Regions from separate parts of the Gossypium arboreum genome. Here regions 1 and 2 are each linked to region 3. Evidence: chromatin contacts called from public Hi-C data. All regions are on one chromosome and are shown on one strand. Each heading gives the region's core, a stretch centred on a gene start, on an enhancer-like site or on the middle of the called end of the contact. The rest is flanking DNA. Distances are from core to core; before and after follow the strand shown.

Region 1 (3,020 bases), core at 491-2,990, 180 kb before region 3:
ATAATTAAAACATTGGCTTAATATAACATTTGGTACTGAACTTGACACTTTTGCTCAATTTGGTACTTAAAATTTTTTTGGCACAATTTGGTATTGGAACTTGGCACTTTTTCCTAATTTGGTACTTAAACTTTTTTTTGGGCCAATTTGGTACCTAAACTTAGCATTTTTTTAATTTAGTACTTAAGCTTTTTTTAGGTTCAATTTGGTACTTAAATTTATTAAATGTAATACAAATTACGTAAAATAGTAACGGTGTTAAATTTTTTATGCTACAAAAATATTGTCAATATTAGAAGAAATTCATGTTAAAAAAAGGTATTGGGCTATGCTCAATGAATTAATATTAAATAAGAAAAATAATTTTAAAATCCCAAATTAAAAGAAATACATTATTTTCAATTAGTAAAACAATTAATTAAGTAAATAAAACTAAAAGTAATTGAACATATAAAATACAAAAATATCATATCATCTGTTACATGTTGGTCATGTATTGATTATTTTGCTACTTCATAAAAAATAATATTATTAATATATTGGAGTAATTTGTAAAACGTTTACAAGTACCAAATGGAAAAAAGGTACTAAATTAGGAAAAAGAATCAAGTTCAAGTACCAAACTGGACTCTCAAAAATAAAAAGTGTCATATTTAGATACTAAATTAGACACCAAAATTTTAAGTACCAAATTAGAAAAAATCAAATTCAGGAATTAAATATTATATTAAGCCTAAAACATTCTTCTATTTACTTATTATTGAATTTTTGCTTTGCTTACCACATATATTGTAGTCTATGCATATATACGTTGATTATGGTTTGAAATTTTTCTATATATATTTTCATATTTACAGTTATAATTAACTCACCTCATATAATTTACTTACTATAAAACTTACAACTAAAAACTAAAATTCTCAAAAGATTAAAACCTCAATTTTCACCGACATAACCGAAACCTGCTAAAGCAATGTCATCTTTCGGCCCTTAATTTATTTTCAAAATTGGACACAGAATTAGATGAGAAAATTTATGGTTTTCAGATTTTTGGACTCTCCCTGCAATTATAAATTTATTTATTTATATATTACCCCATATGTTGAGCTAGCATTTCACCAGTTAAAACCTCTTACATAAATTGATTTTTTTTAAATATGAATAAATACAACTAGATTCTCCAGTTTCCTATTTGGCTATCAATTTTTATTAAACAACTTGACTCAATAAATGACTTTTTATTTTGGATTCATCGTTTAATTAGATAAATATTTATACACATAAGGATATTATTAAGGGTATAACAAAAAAGGAAAAAGAGAAGAAAGTCTTGTTCTTCTTTTTGAAAGGAAAGAAAATCTTGTGAACTTAACAAGGCTATCTAATTATCAATAAGGCAACCAACGTGGAATTGTTGTGAACTGTAATTGAATGGCTGTAATATTAAAATTCAAAAATTCTCATTATCCAATGTGTAGGTAGAAAAACTTTTAGAAATCAAAATTAAATTTTAATTTTTATGACACTTTAAATAGTTTATATTTTTATAATTTTAAAAATTAAATTAAATTTTATCACTTTTAAATTAGGTCAAAATATAATTTTATTTTTATTAATTTAAAATTTTAAAAAATTTAAAAGTTTGAAATGAATTTTTTCCGTCCCTGCCACTCTCCTTGTTTTTATGGATTTATAAAATAAAATAAAAACAAAATTATACGTTTCGATAATTAATAGACCCTAAATCGACCGTCATTTGCTCATTTCTCAAACATGATATCAAGTGTGCAGTTTCGTGAGTGAGTCATTCTCCCATCCAAATAATGCAAAGTGAACACAAGAGAACAAAGACAAAAAGTGTCTACTATATAAGCTTTAGTCCAAGGAAGGCAAGGTTAGTCTCGAAGAAAGAGTCTCTTGTTTCTGTTGCTGCTTTGTTTGACCTTTACAAGTTAAGTTTCTGTTTTCTTTTCTTCACCCTTCTGACTAAAGTTCACGCTCAAGGGCCAATCGCATTTATGGTATCAAATTTCGCATTGGAGAAGTAGGGCAGCCTTCAAAACATTGAGCTTGCTAGCTGATTTTTATGGAAAACCACAGCATGGCGACTGCAACTCCGGAAAACAAAGACAGCTTTGCTACTTCCGGAAATGCCGATGATAAGCAGAGCAAGGCATTTGTCAATAATAACGAAAAGGGTGGAATTAAGACGATGCCCTTCATCTTAGGTAAGCTTTTTGACAACTGTTGGAATCCTAGATTATTTATTTATTTATTTATTTATTTATTTCTCGTATGGCTAATTGCTTCATCGTGTATGTTCCAGTAAACGAGATATGCGAGAAATTGGCAATGGTGGGATTCAGTAAAAACATGGTTAACTACTTGACACAGCAGCTTCATATGCCCTTAACAAAAGCAGCCAACACCGTGACCAACTTCAATGGTACCTCGAGCTTGACGCCATTGCTTGGGGCTTTCATTGCTGATTCCTATGCTGGAAAATTTTGGACCATCACCATCGCAACGGCCATATACCTAGCAGTATGAATGGTTGCCTTTTTCCATAGAGATTTTCCGTTCTGAATACTAAGGGTTTTCGATTTACCTACCTGTGTGCGTAGTTGGAGGACAAGAAGCATCAATTTTACAGTTTACTTATATAGTCGGAACTTTCCAAGAAATGATTCAATCTCTCTTTTTAGTAAAAAAAGCAAGGGTCTAATATTGACTAAATTAATTAGACTGATTTTCCATAAAAGAAAAATTAATTAGATTGACGGTCTCTTGTCTGTTAAAAAAACTACAATCTGATCTCATCTGATCTGATGATGTGAACAGGGAATGATAGTCCTAACACTCTCAGCAGCACTGCCACAGCTACGGCCACCGCCATGTGCAGGTGACCAAGTTTGCCAAGAAGCCAATGGGAGTCAAACGGCTGTTCTCTACCTGTCTCTTCTATTCGCAGCCTTAGGATCAGGCGGGATCCGGCCATGCGTGGCGGCGTTTGGCGCAGA
Region 2 (2,812 bases), core at 264-2,763, 200 kb after region 3:
TGAATAAGGCGCCGTTTTCTGTAAGGACTAGACAAGTTCGTGGCTGCTGCGGAGCCTCAGTATACTGATTTCATTTTGACGTTTGGCGAGTTGCATTATGGTATCAGTCGGGTCTATAAGTTTGTTTGTTTGTTTCCCCTTGTTTGTTTATTTTCTTGAGACGTAAACTCGATGTTAACATTTTTGGAATTATTTTCGAAGAAAAATATGTTGGAAAACAAGTCGAAGTTCCCAAACATAATTATACTACCTTGCCTTAGCATGCAAGTACGTATCATCCTGCAAGGAAAAAACCAGAATGCAACACAACTTGCATAGGCTTAATGACTACACACAAGAGAAATCGTGGAACCAAAATAAGGGACTCATGGTTATGTGAGTGCATTAAATATAAATCCCCAAAAGGGGAAGAAGATGAAATTAAGTTGCAATATTGAACAAGAAGATGAAATATTGTCCTTTTAGCAGAAACATTATTTCATTTATCTTCAATCAGTACAAGTTAAAGACACCTAGGCAAATGCATGTTTGCATCTACCTCCACAGGCTACCCAAATTAAATAGATTTTCCTCGACAATGCTTTGGCTGGTAAAATTATACAAAGCTAAGGTAATTCTATAAAAACTAGCATCAAATTCGTATACCATCTACATCAATGACATGTAATGATCATGAAAAAAAACTAACTTGGTAAAGATTCATATCTAACAAGGATGAAAAATCTACAAATATGTGGATCACTAGGGAAATACCAACAATTCAGCAGTGTTTGTTATCGTATTAAAACCAACAATTCATATCTTAGTTCAGAGCTAAGAGGTTTCAAACCAAACATTCTCAAATTCAGTTGATTAACCGAGGCCATTTTGCATAGCTAAGACAAAAAAAATTATATAAAGAAATGCACATCTAGCTCTGGGAAAGGTTGCCACCACTTTGCTGCCATAGATTGATGATATCAGTGGCCTGATTGAGAAGGATAATCATCTTCTTCTGAGAAATCCAAGGCTTACTTTCTAGAGTGGCCTTGAGCTCTTCCCAGGCATCTTTCCTTGGCCAGAAGAAATATGGACTTAGAGGAACAGTGCCGTGGCCCGGTATGACTTGATCAAGGGCAAGCCCGATGTTCTTTTCCATCCATATGAATTTCAAAACCAGTCTTGGCTTTCCAACTTGCTTGACCACCACCTCAGGTTTCTGAGGAATGATGAAGTCGGATGGTGTTTCAGTCTCAGTGACAGCTTCCGTGGCAGCCGAAGCAGTTAGTGTTGGAGTTTTGATTGTTTTCTTCAAAATGGGATTTTTGTTAAGGCAAAAGGGGGTGTTAAAGGATTTCTGATAACGAAAGGAATGACAAGTGAAAGTAGTATGGAGTGTAGATGAAGTAGCCATGGATAACATTTTGTATTGCAGAATGAGAGAGAGAGATGTGACGATGCGAGTCTTAAAAGCTGCTTTGTGGATAAGGGATATGGGGCAATGGTAGGAATAGGAGGACATGGGCTTGGATTGGATCCTATGTTTTAATTATACTCGGTTTGCTCCTTTAACCTCTTAGCTCTATACTTTGATATAATTTCTTCTTCAAATTTCTTTTTAATTTGTTATTAACATATATGTATGTCTTAACCAAATGAGCGCTCTATATTATGTTAAAATACGATACATCTGTTCATGGGTCGATTATTCATCTAAGCCCACAGTTATGTTTAAAATTTAGGAGGATTTAGACAAAAATAATAGGTCTAAAAAATGAGCTTAAATAAAAAAATTAAGTCCGTTTAAAATATGGGTCAGACTTAGGCTTAAACATTCAAAAGCCTAACCTGACTCGGCTCGATCCGTTTTAATTTTATAATATTTATATTATGTTATTTTTATATATTATGAAATTTAGAACTCAATAAAAAAAATAAACCTATACTCTAATGTAAATATTAAAATAATGTTAAGGTGACTATATAAAAATTCAATAAATAAAAAATGTATAAAATTATTAAATATTAAAATAATATAATATAAGTTTTTTAAATTAAAAAATAATATGGACGAGTCTAAAATAAGTTTGGGTTAGTCTTTTACAAATATAGACGGGTTTGAACAAAATTTTAAATTTAAATTTTTGGTCAAACTGAACTTAAACAAATATAAAATATATTAATATTACGCTTAAACTGGAGATAACCTACCAATAAACTCCTCTAAATACAAGTTATGGTGCTCATAAATTTACATTACTTATTATCTTAAATTAACGCCATTTATTTTAATAAAGAAACATATCGGTATGCTTGTTTATGTTTAAACTTTAATTTCAATATAGTGGAACCCAATTTTGATATATGCAGGTGAATTTTATATTATTTAAACTTATACTTATATTTAAATATTTTATTGAGTTAGTGTTATTTTTAATCGTTCACCAATTTAATTATTAAATTATAAAAATATTTTTAAAAAAAGGATATAATTAATATTGTCGAAACTATTTTTTTGGAAAACGGGGTCGACTTTGATTTTGAAAATGAAAACAAACAATGGGAGTCGCCACCAATCCTTTTTTATGAGGTGTGATCGGGTCACCTTAAATTAATCATTTTAATAAAAGTTAAGATTTACTAAAACGATAATTTTTGGTCTACGAGAATCAGAAAATGAGTTCGGGAGTTGGTTACGTACGAGGAAGGATTAGCACCCTCGTGACGCCCAAAAATTGGTACCTAGTTGATTAATTAGTGTCTTAGTGTCGAAACTTTGAAAACTTGAAAGACTTTAAAATACGATCCCTCTTTTTGTAGAAACACTTGAATG
Region 3 (2,700 bases), core at 12-2,511:
CCATGTCTGTCTTCACCATGCTAGCCATGCTCTCCACCATAGCCTTGTACGACCGCTTTTTAATCCGCATTGCCCGAAGGTTCACAGGGCTGGACCGCGGCATCACCTTCTTGCACCGGATGGGAATCGGGTTTTTGATCTCAGTATTAGCCACTCTCGTAGCAGGGTTCATAGAAGGGAAGCGTAAACAAGCAGCTGTGGCACATGGGCTTGAGGACAAGCCTCATTCTATCATCCCCATGTCAGTCTTTTCGCTCGTGCCTCAGTACGGTCTACATGGAATAGCTGAGGCTTTCATGTCAATTGGACGCTTGGAGTTCTTTTATGATCAATCACCAGAAAGCATGAGGAGCAGCGCTACTGCTTTGTTCTGGACTGCAATTTCAGTTGGGAATTATGTGAGTACGTTGCTGGTCTCTTTAGTGCACAAATATAGTGCTAAACCTGACGGATCAAATTGGCTCCCAGATAACAATTTAAACAAGGGGAAATTGGAGTTGTTTTACTGGTTGATCACCGGCTTGCAAGTGGTTAATCTTCTTTACTATATCTGTTGTGCCAAGCTCTATACTTATAAGCCCATTCAAACCCCTACCAAAGACGCTGAATCTGAAGAAGCTGCAAGCAAGGTTTGATTATTTTGGATTCCCAGGTTCTAGTCCTAGCAATGACTGTATCAAAATAAAAATAAAAATAAGGTTGAAATTTAGTAAACTATCTCTTTTTCTTTTTTTTTTTTTTAATTATGGTTTACCAAGTCCAATCACTTCTTCTTCTTTATTTATTTATTTATCTTGGGAGCTCAACACTTGTTAGTCAACCAGATCCTTTAATATATCGATAGACGAGCAGCCAAGCAAAGGCAAGACAAACAAGGATATACTTAGCCAGCAAAACAAGAATATACTCATTCGAGGTTCAAAGTCTTATATTTCTTTGTTCTTAAAATTCAAATTTAGTTTGTATTAATTATGAAAATCGATGGTAGAAGGGACGTGATCCGTTAAGTTTTCAACATAACCAATGACGATAATTGCTCAAGGGAGTTACCAGCTGTATTTGGGCCGAATTTATTGTAACCCATCCATCCCCATCAAACAGACGATTAAAAAAGCAACGAGTAACGACAGGGAAGCAAAAGGACCACAAATGTGTTGGAATTTTCCAAAGTGTGTTTTTTTTTTCCTTCTCCCATAAAAGTCGAAATCCAAGTGGCGGACCGTGTTTGTAGTGTGACCACTAAATATCCCCCACAACACTTTGTCATGTTTAGACAACAGAAAGAAAATAAATGAATCCGAGACACGTAAAACACTAGTCCAATTTACCTTTTCTTGATGAAAATTCAAAATGTTGGACGGTTTCAAAGCGAATTGGGAATCCTAAAGAACAAAAATTAAAGATAGTTATGATATAAGCCATGGATGAAGGTGCAGATAATGGTTTTAATCATTCTCAAACCAAGATGTCCATGACAACTAAAACGCCTCTGTCGGCTATAGCGAAGGCGTTTGAGGAGCTGTCGGGATTCTTGGGATCTCAGACTAAGGATCAAAAACTCCGGTTGGATAATTTCTGTGAAGCATGTTCTCTGGTTTCTGTTCTTTTTAGCTGCCTCGGCCTCGCCTTCAAATTCGCCGAGATGGAGTACGTCGCCAAGGTTCATTGCCTTTACATTGCTAGAAACTGGAATCATGTTTCTTTAGGCTGTCAGGAATTGCATTGAGAAACCTTATTATATGTATAATTGATGCCAATCAATCAATGTAAACTTAAAAAATGCAGATAGCGTATAGACAGATTTTCTGATGTTGTTAACATCCATATACAATACAGCATTTCGTCAAGGCCTATTTTCTTTTGGTTTGCATTTGTTTTTATACAAATTCTCAATGCCGTGATGTAATGAAATGATTAATGCTTTGATAAGGTACATGATCTTGTGGAAGCATCCAAGACGTATGCCACTTTAGAAAATGTACTTGATCGTGATGTTGCTAATGACACGGTGAAAAAACCAGGAAGCCATTCGCGTAATCTGCGGCGAGTTAGACAGGGTCTTGACCTCATCCGGGCTTTATTTGAAGAATTTCTGTCAACCGAGTATGTTTCGTCCTTCCATCTTTTCTTTTTCTCTTGATTTTAAGAGAAATTTATAGTATTTACAAGTTATGTAACGTGTGATATGCCTGTGACCCTTTTTTACTATGGCAAAGTTCTAAAAATGACACCTGAAACCGAGATTAGGAGACTAAAGGCAGAGGCTTTAGACCATAATCAACATGGGATTAGCTGAAAATTTTGTTTTCCTCTGTTTCCTTGATAAAATACACACTAGAATGCACATATGGAATGTAACTCTCCTTTTTCATGTCACCATTTTATGCTTCAACTTCCTTATTATTATTTATTTGGTTCCAAATTGTAGTGATTACTATTTGAAGGATGCAGCTTCAACAGCTTATTCTCAAGTGTGTGCACCATACCACACATGGGCAGTCAGGACTGCGGTTTCTGCTGGAATGTATACTCTTCCAACAAGGGAAGAACTTTTACAGAAGCTCAATGAAACAGGTGAGTTTCTATATGTTGAGGAGAGAGCAACATAGCATATGGAATGGATGCTTAATATCTTTCGCAAAATAACTTTGATCATCATCATGTATTCTCTTCTTTTCCTTGTACTTTTTAATCTTTATA

What was found. A called contact is a pair of places that touch in the nucleus more often than the background predicts.
Region 1: a contact with region 3 is called in a Hi-C map of leaf, with 4 times the contacts expected there. The contact joins the promoter of LOC108472638 here to the promoter of LOC108472982 in region 3. A contact is called at or near these places in 2 of 5 Hi-C or Micro-C datasets (both in leaf).
Region 2: a contact with region 3 is called in a Hi-C map of leaf, with 7 times the contacts expected there. The contact joins the promoter of LOC108465656 here to the promoter of LOC108472982 in region 3. A contact is called at or near these places in 2 of 5 Hi-C or Micro-C datasets (both in leaf).

Annotation. Positions count from the first base shown.
Region 1 is chr3:57,286,026-57,289,045 of ASM2569848v2, forward strand. LOC108472638 (protein NRT1/ PTR FAMILY 3.1-like) reads left to right here and starts at 1,741. Exons shown (of 4, transcript XM_053025713.1): 1 at 1,741-2,228; 2 at 2,327-2,544; 3 at 2,842-3,020. The coding sequence starts at 2,087.
Region 2 is chr3:57,670,214-57,673,025 of ASM2569848v2, forward strand. It overlaps LOC108465656 (30S ribosomal protein 3-1, chloroplastic-like), which reads right to left and starts at 1,514. Exons shown (of 1, transcript XM_017766028.2): 1 at 751-1,514. The coding sequence starts at 1,501. The coding sequence ends at 911. It overlaps LOC108465654, which reads left to right. Exons shown (of 5, transcript XM_017766026.2): 5 at 1-221. The coding sequence ends at 68.
Region 3 is chr3:57,471,451-57,474,150 of ASM2569848v2, forward strand. It overlaps LOC108472982 (ACD11 homolog protein), which reads left to right and starts at 1,262. Exons shown (of 4, transcript XM_017774549.2): 1 at 1,262-1,660; 2 at 1,931-2,103; 3 at 2,429-2,574. The coding sequence starts at 1,421. It overlaps LOC108470848 (protein NRT1/ PTR FAMILY 3.1-like), which reads left to right. Exons shown (of 4, transcript XM_017772343.2): 4 at 1-714. The coding sequence ends at 635.